Linked DNA regions of Sus scrofa: region 1 is linked to region 2. The links are chromatin contacts, called in public HiChIP or PLAC-seq maps. All regions are on one chromosome and are shown on one strand. The core of a region is the stretch at or near the end of the contact, and the rest is flanking DNA. Distances in the headings are between cores, read along the strand shown.

Evidence for each region. HiChIP or PLAC-seq counts read pairs in DNA pulled down with a chosen protein or histone mark.
Region 1: a contact with region 2 is called in an H3K27ac HiChIP or PLAC-seq map of alveolar macrophages. The contact joins two enhancer-like sites. A contact is called at or near these places in 1 of 47 Hi-C or Micro-C datasets (epiblast stem cells) and 1 of 2 datasets of contacts at active chromatin or transcription factors (alveolar macrophages).

The regions. Positions count from the first base shown.
Region 1 is chr3:42,863,173-42,869,226 of Sscrofa11.1, reverse strand. The region is part of intron 1 of FAM120A (constitutive coactivator of PPAR-gamma-like protein 1); the gene reads right to left. Among named protein-coding and RNA genes, the nearest start is that of FAM120A, 4.6 kb to the right of the region's middle. Within about 2 kb of position 2,501, at least 21 of the 83 cell types and tissues checked have an H3K27ac peak or open chromatin away from gene starts, as enhancers often do. A contact at or near this core is called in alveolar macrophages, where this site is marked.
Region 2 is chr3:42,576,728-42,582,633 of Sscrofa11.1, reverse strand. The region is part of intron 17 of FGD3 (FYVE, RhoGEF and PH domain-containing protein 3); the gene reads right to left. Among named protein-coding and RNA genes, the nearest start is that of SUSD3, 17 kb to the left of the region's middle. Within about 2 kb of position 4,168, at least 2 of the 83 cell types and tissues checked have an H3K27ac peak or open chromatin away from gene starts, as enhancers often do. A contact at or near this core is called in alveolar macrophages, where this site is marked.

The DNA.
Region 1 (6,054 bases), core at 1,252-3,751, 290 kb before region 2:
GTATAACTTTATAGTGAGCCCTTCCCATCCATGGTTCTGCATCCTCAGATTCAAACCCATCACAGACCATGTAGTACTGTAATATTTACTATTGAAAAAAATCCACGCAGAAGTGGACCCTCACAGATCAAACTTGTGTTGTTCAAGGGTCTACTGCATAAAATATACAAGCGATTACAGATGTACAATCAAGCATGGAGAGTTGCTAAACACAGTAGTGTCTATCTGAAAGTTGCTAGGAGCTTAAAAATTCTCATAAGAAAAAGATTGTAACTACAGTGATGGATGTTAGCTAGACTTAATGTGGTGTATAGTTCACAATATATACATATTGAATCCTTATGTTGTACACCTGAAATTGTTGTGTGTCCAATATATCTCAATTTAAAAAAAAGTAACGCCTCTTCATATTATATGATATTTATTCCAATGGTCAATTTCTTACTAAGGGTGGAATGTATGGCAGATATTAATTAGTTTATTTCCAGTGTCTAAATTCTCATCGTATAAAACAAAATGAAGAGTAATGCTGGTCTAGAAATATATTATAGAGAAAGTGTGTGTACATGTACGTATCTTAATTTAGAAAAGTGAATTGTGTTTTTTTATTATCGCTCTTCCCGGCATACATAGAAATCTCTATTTCAAACATTTATTTAGCTTTACCAAGGCCCACAGCTTAGAATTCTTTGATTTGCTCATACCAGGATTTCCTAGCATCGGCACTAGTGCTGTCTGGGAATAGATAATTCTTTACTGTGGGGCTGTCTTGTGCGTTGCAGAATGTCAGCAGCATTCCTGGCCTCTGCCCCTAGAAGCTTGCAGTCCACATGCCCTCAGCTGTAACAATCAGTGCCAAAACCACCAGCACCCCCAGCCCCTCTTGAGAACCAGAAATTGCTCTTCACTGACTAAATAGATCTGTCCTATGGAATCAAAGAAAGTTCCAAACATTGACATGGGAAAATGATGATATGAGCCCCCTTCCATAAACTCCTTAAAGGATTCCTTTCTTCTATGTTAGTCACGCCTCCATGCCTGGCCAATAATAAGCACTCAATGTTTGCTAAAGGGAGAATGAATTATCACTGGGAACCAATCAGAAAACAGAGTCTGAGAAATTTAAGGTAAGAAAATAAATCTTACTTAATAGCCATTGATCCAAGTGTTCAAAGAAAAAAATTACATTTGTCTACCTATGTAAATAGAACAAAGCAAATGTGAGATTAAAAAACATCTCGAGTTTTTGAGTGCCCATACTAAACATATAAGAGATACAAGAGGAATAAAATTAGTCCCTGGCCTCAAGTAGCTTATAGTTAGGAAGATATGTATGCAAGCAACTATAATAAAGATTTTGAGATAGGCTCTGAGGGAGAAGTAAAATTCTGACAAGCAAAAGCTGGGTAGTAAGACAAGAGAGTAACTTCAGCAGAGCTGGGAAGTTGGGAAATGGACATTTCCTGAAGAAACAGTGAACAGTCTGGTTGGGAGCATTTAAAAAGAACTGTAGGGAGTTCCCGTTGTAGCGAAGCAGAAATGAATCCAACTAGTATCCACAAGGATGCAGGTATGATCCCTGGCCCCGCTCAGGAGGTTGGGGATCCGGCGCTGCTGTGAGCTGTGGTGTAGGTCGCAGATGTGGCTTGGATCCCACGTGGCTGTGGCTGTGGCTGTGGCTGTGGCTGTGGTGTAGGCTGGCAGCTGCGTCTCTGATTTGACCCCTGGCCTGGGAACCTCCATATATCACAGGTGCGTCCCTAAAAAGCAAAAAATAAAAATAAATCAAAGTAAAAAAAAATAAAAAGGTCAGTAGAGGAATTGTGAGACTGAAGGAAGGTAAAATGGGTCCAAAAAAGCCTGAAGGAGGAGTCTGGATTAACGGTTTTGTTCAGGTTGCTGCCAGGACAGTGACTCCCCTGAGGACCAATATGGTGACTCTTGGAGAAATTAAATCTAGAATTGCCAAATGATCCAGCAGTTCCACTCCTGGGCACACGCCCCAAAGAACTGAGAGCAGGACTCCAGCAGATTCTTGTACACCCGAATTCATGGCAGCACTATTGTTACTCACAACAGACAAAAGCGGGGAGCAAGCCAAGTATCCATAAACCAAAAGGGGTCCACTCATACAACAGACTATTATTAAGCTTTACGAAGAAAGGAAATTCTGACACAATGTTACAATATGGATGAACCTTGAAGACATTAGGCTAAATGAAATAAGCCAGTCACAAAACTGGTACACTGGAATGAAATAAATATTTTTAAGTAAGTATTTTAAATGGATAGCTGGTTTGAGGTATGATGTGGTCAGTTTTGAACTGTATTTCCCAATCAACGTGAGGTTTAAAGAGCATATTGGTAGTTTTCAATTTCTCCTGGAGAGAAACTGTGCTGCACCCATTCTACCCGGAAAAAGCAGCAGAGGCGTTCTGCTATCAGATCTGACCAGAGAGTGAACTGCAGGTAGGCACAGCCCCATAGCATTCTTACACAATGAAACTGAACTTTGACTTCAGCTCAGCACTTCCCTCTGGAAGAGGTTACCGAGGTTACCAGTTACTTGGCCCCAGATGTTGCTCAATCAGCAATCTCATTTCTTCCCATGTAAAATGGGTTAACAACACTGAGGGCTAAATGAGACAGCACTGTGACAGAGGACCTGGCAAGGGACCAGCAGCCTACAAGTCAGCCTCCCTACCTCTATCAGGTTCCCAAAGACAGAGATCATCATCCCCAAATCTCAGGCTACAGTCTAACCTCACGTTCTCCCAGTGCCTTAAAGCATGAATTCCGGTAAGAACTGAGTAAATATATGAGAGCATGGATTCGCGATAAGATCTGAAGGACTTCATTATAAACCTGCACACCAACACCACAAGTCTTAAGGCAGAAATATTTAGGAAAGCTCCAAGGATTTAATGCCACCAAGATTTTTAAATAAACATAAGTCCCTCACCACGTCTCAAAAGTTATGATGACTCCAGGCACACAAGAGGGAATGCTCCTGGTAACTAAGAAAAGCCGGGTCCAGGCCAGGCAGTTTAGTGACCTGAACAAAATTAGCTGCTGCGTGGGCCAACTACCAATGGCTAAATAAACATGATTATTTCTCTCGAAAAGACACACTCTTCTAAGTTAAAAAAGATTTCTCTGTGTAGCACTGGGAACTATGTCTAGTCACTTATGATGGAGCATGATAATGTGCGAAAATAGAACATGTACATGTATGTGTAACTAGGTCACCATGCTGTACAGTAGGAAAAAAACTGTATTGGGGAAATAAGTATTAAAAAAATTAAAAAATTAAAAAAAAAAAAGATTAAATAAAACTGACAGAAAATTAAGCCCTTCTGCCACTTTACAGAACCCTAGAAAAGGCCAATACAGGAGTTCCCATCGTGGCTCAGTGATTAACGAACCTGACTGGCATCCATGAGGACACTGTTTTGATTCCTGGCCTTGTTCAGTGGGTTAAGGATCTGGTATTGCCATGAGCTGCCATGTAGGTGGCAGACTCGGCTCAGATCTGGTGTTGCTGTGGCTGTGGTGTAGGCTGGCAGCTGCAGCTCTGATTTGACCCCTAGCCTGGGAACTTCCATATGCCATGGGTGTGGCCCTAAAACAAAACAAAACAAAACAAGCCTCATCCAAGTTGTGTGTATTCTCCCTTTTTATTGTTGAATAGTTTTGCATGGTACCATAGCTTAACTATTCACCTATTAAAGGATATTTTGGTTATTTCCAGTTTGAGCTATTATAAATAAAACTGCTATGAACATTTAAGTAAGTTTTTGTGTGAACAACAGTTCCTTTAGGAAAATAGTATAACTGCTGGATCACATGGTAAATGCATCATTAACTTTCTTAGAAACCAAAGGAGCAGTTTTCAGGGTGGCATGCCATCTTGCATTCCCACCAGCCATGTGGGATGATTCCGATTGCTCAGCATTCTTGCTAGCTAACTTGGTATTGCCAGTATTATGTATTTCAGCCATTCTAACAAGTATGTAGTGAGTAATATGCCACCATGGTTTTAATTCACTTAACCATTTTAATGGTCATCTTTTAAAAACAGAACATACTGCTTCACTCACATTCACTTAGAGAATGCTGAATCTAAAATATTCCAGCTCTAAATCATCCTTATAGAAAATCCCTATACATGGAGTTCCCATTGTGGCGCAGTGGTTAACGAATCCGACTAGGAACCATGAGGTTGCGGGTTCGAACCCTGCCCTTGCTCAGTGGGTTGACGATCCGGCGTTGCCGTGAGCTGTGGTGTAGGTTGCAGACGCGGCTCGGATCCCGTGTTGCTGTGGCTCTGGCGGAGGCTGGCAGCTACAGCTCCAAGTAGACCTCTAGCCTGGGAACCTCCATATGCTGCGGGAGCGGCCCAAGAAATGCCAAAAAGACAAAAAAAAAAAAAAAGAAAAAAAGAAAAAAGAAAATCCTTATACACATCGAATCCACACCCTCAGGGGCTACTGAAGTACATAGGGTTGTTTTCTTTCTTCTCAAGGAGCTCCAGAATTATGTGTGCTTTTTATAGCTTTTTCTATCTTCTCCCTTGTGAAGTGTCACTTCTTGCTATTAATGGTGCGCCTACCTCTGGCAGACTTTCCTCTGCACCCTTCTCTCAAGCTGCGTTTAGAAATAGATAACTAAGTTTATCAGAATTACATCTCCAAAGGAAAGAGAAGTCTACAGGGAGAAAATCTGATTTTTCAATGAGAAAAGAGAAAGCCTTTTTTTTTCTTTTGGGGTCACAATACCAAAACTTCCTGACCTTTCATTTAAATTTCTTTGGCATTTTCCAAAAAGGTGAGCTGCCAGGTAAGTGTCCACCAGGGAATTGAGTCCTTGCTATATTAAAGTGTACAACTGTACTACATTGTAATTCTACATCAGAAGTTAAAAGCCTATCTGAAGCAAAATAATTGTAGACAAAATTACCTTGAATTCAGAAACCTAAGTGGAAGATCTGGTCAAAATTCTGAGCACTTAGTAGGTAAAAGTGAGCAGTGAGCAGAGGCACAAATATCAAGAAATTTTACAATCTAATTTTACAATGAAAAAAGAATTCAGGGAGTTCCCGTCGTGGCTCAGTGGTTGACAAATCCAACTAGGAACGATGAGGTTGCGGGTTTGATCCCTGGCATTGTTCAGTGGGTTGGGGATCCGGCGTTGCTGTGAGCTGTGGTGTAGGTTGCAGACGTGGCTTGGATCCCGCGTTGCTGTGGCTCTGGCATCGGCCGGCGGCTACAGCTCAGGTTAGATCCCTAGCCTGGGAACCTCCATATGCCGAGGGAGCAGCCCTAGGAAAGATTAAAAAAAAAAAAAAAAAAAAGAATTCAGCCATCCTTTCAACAGATACAGCGACCATGTATACACACTGAATCTAATCCTAAGTAATATTTCAGGTGTTCTTCTGAAAGCCACGTTACTAGACAGCTCGTAGTCTTTTCAATAGTAATTTCCATCTCTGGACAACTGTTAACCCTCTTAAGGTATCATCTGAAGGTGGACCACACCTGGGAATCAGTACTGTTTTACTTTCCAGGGAGCACAGGCTCCAGGGCAGAGCAGCGGCAGTCCCCGGCTCTCACCCGAACTTCCCCAGGGACGCAGGCTAGGTCTCTGCCACACTCACAGGCCAATCCACGCTCTCGCAGCAGCCTCAACCGGCAGACTTAGCAGCCCTGTCACCAATTGCAACAGGAGGCGGGTGGGACTTCCGCTATCACTTTAGGCTTAACCCCCACCATCTCAGCACAGGCAGAGCAGTCAGGAAGTTCGAATTTCACAAACTTTGGGATCAGGCACAGTTTCAAGCAGAAATAAAGGAAGGACAAACACATTGGAAGGCAGAGTGGCAGCAGTCAGAAAACCAAAACAGCCCCCCCCAAAATTTTTAAAAGAACCACTGTGGAAAAGGAAGCAATCGAAACTCAAGTCAAGGGTCATTGATTTGCATGTAATCTCTGCCATCACTGCTGGGTCCTGAAGCACTCCTTGGCCTGAGTTCAGGGAGGAGCCTTCTGCCAAATG
Region 2 (5,906 bases), core at 2,919-5,418:
AAAGATCTAGTGTTGCCACAAGCTGCAGTGTAGTTTGCAGATGCAGCTCGGATCTGGCGTTGCTATGGCTGTGGTGTAGGCTGGTAGCTGCAGTTCCAACTGGACCCCTAGCCCGGGAACCTCCATATGCCGTGGGTGTGGCCCTAAAAAGAAAGGCAAAAAAAAAAAAAAAAAAAGAGAGAAACACTTGAGTTTAACATTAGTGTTTCAGAGCAGAATAAAATGATGTCTGAGATTTGTTTTATTTTTTTTTTTTTTTTTTTTTTTTGTCTTTTTGCTATTTCTTGGGCCGCTCCCGCGGCATATGGAGGTTCCCAGGCTAGGGGTCTAATCGGAGCTGTAGCCACCAGCCTACGCCAGAGCCACAGCAACGCAGGATCCGAGCCGCGTCTGCAACCTACACCACAGCTCACGGCAACGCCGGATCGTTAACCCACTGAGCAAGGGCAGGGACCGAACCCGCGACCTCATGGTTCCTAGTCGGATTCGTTAACCACTGCGCCACGACGGGAACTCCCTGTTTTAAAATATTACAGAAAAAAGGAGTTCCTGTCGTGGCGCAGTGGTTAACGAATCCGACTAGGAACCATGAGGTTGCGGGTTCGGTCCCTGCCCTTGCTCAGTGGGTTAACAATCCTGCGTTGCCGTGAGCTGTGGTGTAGGTTGCAGACAAGGCTCGGATCCCGCGTTGCTGTGGCTCTGGCGTAGGCCACAGGCTACAGCTCCGATTAGACCTCTAGCCTGGGAACCTCCATATGCCGCAGAAGCGGCCCAAAGAAATAGAAAAAAGAAAAAAAAAATTACGGAAAAAAGAAGAGTGTGGGGGTCGGGGTCGGGGGAGCAAAAAGTTGAAATTGCTCCAGTTTGGCGGTGGGGGGTGGGGGTGGGGTCTCCCGGCTGTCTGTTATTTCATACTTGCATGTGTCCAAAACTTCCATAAGTAAAATTTGAACAAAACAAGCTAAAAACATATCTAACATAAATGCTGCAAGTTTAGGGAGAAAGAGATGCACTGGTTGGGAGTGAGGGGACAGAGAGGAGGGGCTTGGGCGTTGGAGGCTGTTACAGGCTGAATTGTGTTCCCCAAAGTTCATACTTTGCAGTCCTCACGCCCAGTACCTCAGGATGTGACTGAATTTGGAGAACGGACCTTTAAAGAGGGGACTGAGGTAAAATGAGGTCACTAGGGAGGGCCCTCCTACAAAGTAACTGGTGTCCTTCTAACGAGAGGAGATTAGGACACGGACACACACAGGGGGAAGCCTACTTGAGGACACAGGCATAAGAGAGCTGTCCACACACCAAGGAGGGAGTCTGTGAATAAAAAAAGAACAGGAGTTCCCATTGTGGCGCAGCGGAAATGAATCTGATTAGCATCCATGAGGACGCAGGTTCGATCTCCAGCCTCACTCAGTGTGTTAAGGATCCAGTGTTGCCATGAGCTGTGGTGTAGGCCACAGGCATGGCTCGGATCCTGAGTTGCTGTGGCTGTGGCTGTGACCAGCGGCTATAGCTCCAGTTTGACCCCAAGCTTGGGAACCTCCATATGCTGCTGCTGTGGCCGTGGGAAAAAAAAAAAAAAAAAAAAAAGAACAAAGAGTGCCACTCATCATCCAGTCATACAAGGTTTAAGTCACAACCAGTGCAATCAACTGGGACAGTGCACCCTGAGGGGATTCTGTGCATTAGACAAACGAGCCCTGAGAGAGTTAGATGCACATTTCGGGGAAAATGTTGATAACCCCATATTCTTGCATTTTCCATACACAGAGATGCACTAAAATCAACTTAAGGTATTTATTCTTTGTGATTAGCAGCCATCCTTTACCATGATGTATGCTTGACTACATGTATTTCCTAAAATTCGTGCATGTACTGGCTCCTCCCCCACCTCTTAGGAGCAGTTCCTCAGAGCTGCCACTTGGGCAATAGTCCTTAGTAAGGTCCTGAATAAAACTTAAACTCATCATTCTTATGTTTTGTGTTTTTCTTTAGCTCGACAGGCCTCGGGAGAAGCCAGCCCTGCCAAAACCTTGATCCTGACTTCCAGCCTTCAGAACTGAGAGAGAATAAATGTCTGTGGGACTCTGTTACAGCAGCCCAAGCACACTAATGGATGACTCAGTGCAAATTCTGGCCTATGCTTCCCGGCTCTGCTGCCTCTGCTCCTCATTCCCACTGTGGGCCCCACCACTGTGAGGCCAGGGCTGGCCCCTCTGAGGTTGAGAGGGATGCTTGCTATGCCCAAGACCCCACCCTGCTCCTCCTCCATCTCGCAACCCCAACCCCATGGACATTGGGTGGAAGATGGTCTTGGGCCCTCTTGGTTTACTCTATGCAGCTCAGGACCACAGAGCCCATGGGTGGAGAGTGAGTGGCACACACCTACAAGCAATACCAACGCTCCCCACGGCCACACATCTCACCTGAGGCCACCCCTGTCACCCGGCCCTGGCTTTCAGCCTCACTGAAGCCCTGAACCACTGCTGTCTGCCCCATTCAGGGCTCCCTATTTGAGACCATTTCTCAGGATGGGGAGGGGCCATCCACAAGGTCTGCTGTAGCCTCCCTCAGCCCTGCCCCGACCTTCACGGTGGCCCTGTCATATTCCCATTTACCACATGAGGACACCCAGGCCACACAAGGTGCCAGTGGTCGGTGACAGGGTGGCTGGACCCGCTGCCTTGCCTTTAAACCCTGACATGCGCCTGAGCCCAAGGGCAGAACCTTGGTTCTGCAGATCCTGAAAACAGTTGCACAACTGCTGAAAACACAGAGAGTCTGCAGAGGCTACTGGGCCAGCCCCGCAATGGAGGAGAGGCTACCGTGGGCCAGAGGTGTGTGTCCAAGAGCTCAGCCCATGAAGGTCAACAGGACCCCTGTCCTGGCCAGAGGGTCACAGGGCAGTTCCCAGAGCAGGGCATCTCAGGGCTGGCCTCGGCAGAACGGCCCACCCTGGCTTTCCTCGTCAGGCAGTAGCTGAGCGAATGCTCAGACAGGGTCCAGGCTGAGTATCAGCTTCCTCGGGGCTGAGGACTGTGCCCCACTGAGGCCTGCCCTTGATGTCACCCCCCCAGGCAGTTCCTGACACCGAGGGCTGGTGACCAGGTGGCTGAGGTGAGCCCACCTGCGCTGCAGGGGACAGGTCTTCCTGGCCAATCATACTTCCTTTTTGGATGAGGATAAAGAATAGGTCTGGAGTTCCTGTCATGACGCAGCGGAAATGAATCCAACTAGGAACCATGAGGTTGTGGGTTCGATCCCTGGCCTTGCTCAGTGGGTTAAGGATCCAGTGTTGCCATGAGCTGTGGCGTAGGTCACAGAAGCGGCTCAGATCTGGTGTTGCTGTAGCTCTGGTGTAGGCTAGTGGCAACAGCTCCGATTAGACCCCTAGCCTGGGAACCTCCATATGCCGCCATTGCGGCCCTAAAAGGACAAAAAGACAAAAAAAAAAAAAAAAGAGTAAGGATAAAGAATAGGTCGAACAAAGGGAGGGGCTCAGATTTTCCCTTTGGATGTAGGGTCACTGGAAAGGCCTGGGCCAAGTCTCCCCAGGGAGGTGCAGGGCTGTGGCTTCCCCAGGAACGCTGAGTGACTCTGACCAGAGAGCTCCAATGGCTTGAGTGTGGACCTGGGAGGAGGTCTGTGCTGAGGGCCTGTTTCACTCAGCATTTTCGCTTCTGCAGATTCACTTATAAAGAAGTGAAGAACATTCAGGTAAGAATCAGGTCCCAAAGATTGGCCCGGACAACCAGTGGGTATGAAGACCTGGGAGGCCTTTTTTATTTTTTTTGGTTTTTTTGCTTTAGGGCATAAGGAAGTTCCCAGGCTAGGGTCAAATTGGAGCTGTAGCTGCTGGCCACATCCATGGCCATAGCAACATGGGATCCAAGCCACGTATGTGACCTACACCATAGCTCACGACAACGCCAGATCCCTGACTCACTGAGTGAGGCCAGGGATGAAACCCTCATCCTCGTGGATACTAGTCAGGTTCTTAACCTGCTGAGCCACAACAGGAACTCCCCCGGGAAGCCTTTTGGACTTGGACATTTCTGTGCTTGTGAAGAAAGATGCAGCTTTCCCAGAACGCGGAAGTCTTTGAATTCTGCAAGACCCCCCTGCGAAACTTCCCTGTTTGGGGTTAGCTTTTCTTAGCAAAGAGGGCCTTGTGCAAAATGTGTGTCTGAGGACATCAGGAAGCCAGCACACAAGAGTGGGTTTACGCGTACTCTCTAAAAGCTTACATCTGGCATATTTTAGCAAAGATCAGCTTTTCTGATATCAAAATTAAAACCCACTTTTGGGTACTTTCTACAAATGTCCACTGAGCATGTCTTGGACTTGTCCCATATGGTCACAGCTTGACACACACCACACTGTCCCAGCACCACTGAAATCTGTGCTCACCAGAGACGCAAATGAGAAAAACCCTGGTCGGGCCACCTGCACAGGGGCTGGAGCTGTGGGTCTGCTACTCTGCTTGTTTGTCTATTGTAGGGCCTGGGCTTGGCTTGGGGTGGGTAGAGGGACTGGGATAAGGAGGCCTGAACTTGAATTGTGATCCTGAGCATTTGGCAAGTTGAAGATGCTGCAGAGCCCTAGGAAGCCTGAGCTGCTGGGTGGGAGAAGGGGGGGTGGCCTGCACATTCCCTGGCTGGGTTTTGCCATTGCTGTTCAGAGGGTCTGCTGACAACAGCCTAGCCTGGGCTGAGGCCCTGAGCCTCAGGGGCTCTCAGCTACCATTTTGCCTGGCAAAGGGACTGATCAGAGACGCCCCCCAGCCCCGGGGTGGCCAGGAGGCATTGGACACAGCTTCTCTCTCTTCTCCCTACCCAGGGGAAGGTGAGGTTCGAAGGAGAGGAGCTGCCTTGGGTCGAGACCTGCTCCACAGGTTAGAACATTAATCATGTGACCTTCAGGTCCCTGCCAGCTAGAAGGGACCTGAGCGCAGAGTCGAGGAGAGGCAGTGCTTCACACAGAGGGCTGTCATGGAGGTTGTCAGAAACTCCCGGCCAAGTGACTGTGGAGCTGACTGAAAAGCTGCAAAGACTCCACCTATCATTCCTTTCTGGGCAGTGATCTGCACAAAGCTTGAGTGTGTAAACTACTTTTCCTGACATTCCCCGATGTTCCAGAAAGGAGCCTGATGACACACTGCCAGCCTCAGCCCTGTGGCCTGGTGATTCAGAAAGCTGCTGGGCTGCTTCATGTGGGGAACATTTGTCAGTGACACCGGGGGCAGCCTCAAGGGCTTCACAGATGAGGTCTTGGGGGCAGAGTAGATATAAGTGAGGTCTTCTGCACAGCAGGTGCAAAGGCCCTGGGGCAGTGCCAAGTAAGGGAGGCCGGGGCATGGTGAGGGAGGGAGGCCGGGAAGGAAGACAAGGCCAGACAGAGCCACGATGCAGGAAACTCCTTGGAGAATTTGCGGGGCTATGACAAGACCACCTCACCTCTGCTGCCTGCGCTGCTTTCAGATTTCCTGACTTTGGTTCACATGCATTAGAACAGGCTGCCTTCTGCTCCTGTAGCACCACCGTGTGGCAGCAGGGCCACTCAAAAGTATTCCCTTCTCTCACTTGGTCCCTGAACCCCAACAGGCCCTAGAAACACATCTGGTCAAGGGCCGTGTGGTGACATGGCAAAGTTTCTGCTCTTATAATGGAGCAGGGGATGGGGGTATCCAGCCACATTTGTTCTGGAGCCCCCTTAGGGGCTCTATGCTATTTAGGAGCACAGATGGTGTGGGAGGAGGAGACTAATTCTTCTTTCCAGAAATCTAAGTCAGGACAGGAGCACCCACTCCCCATAGCCAGCTAGAAAGCTGTCCCTCTCACAGCCTGCCCAGGAAGGCCAAGTTCCACACGAGGTTTGGAGCCAGAAGCCAGGTCCCCTCACCCATC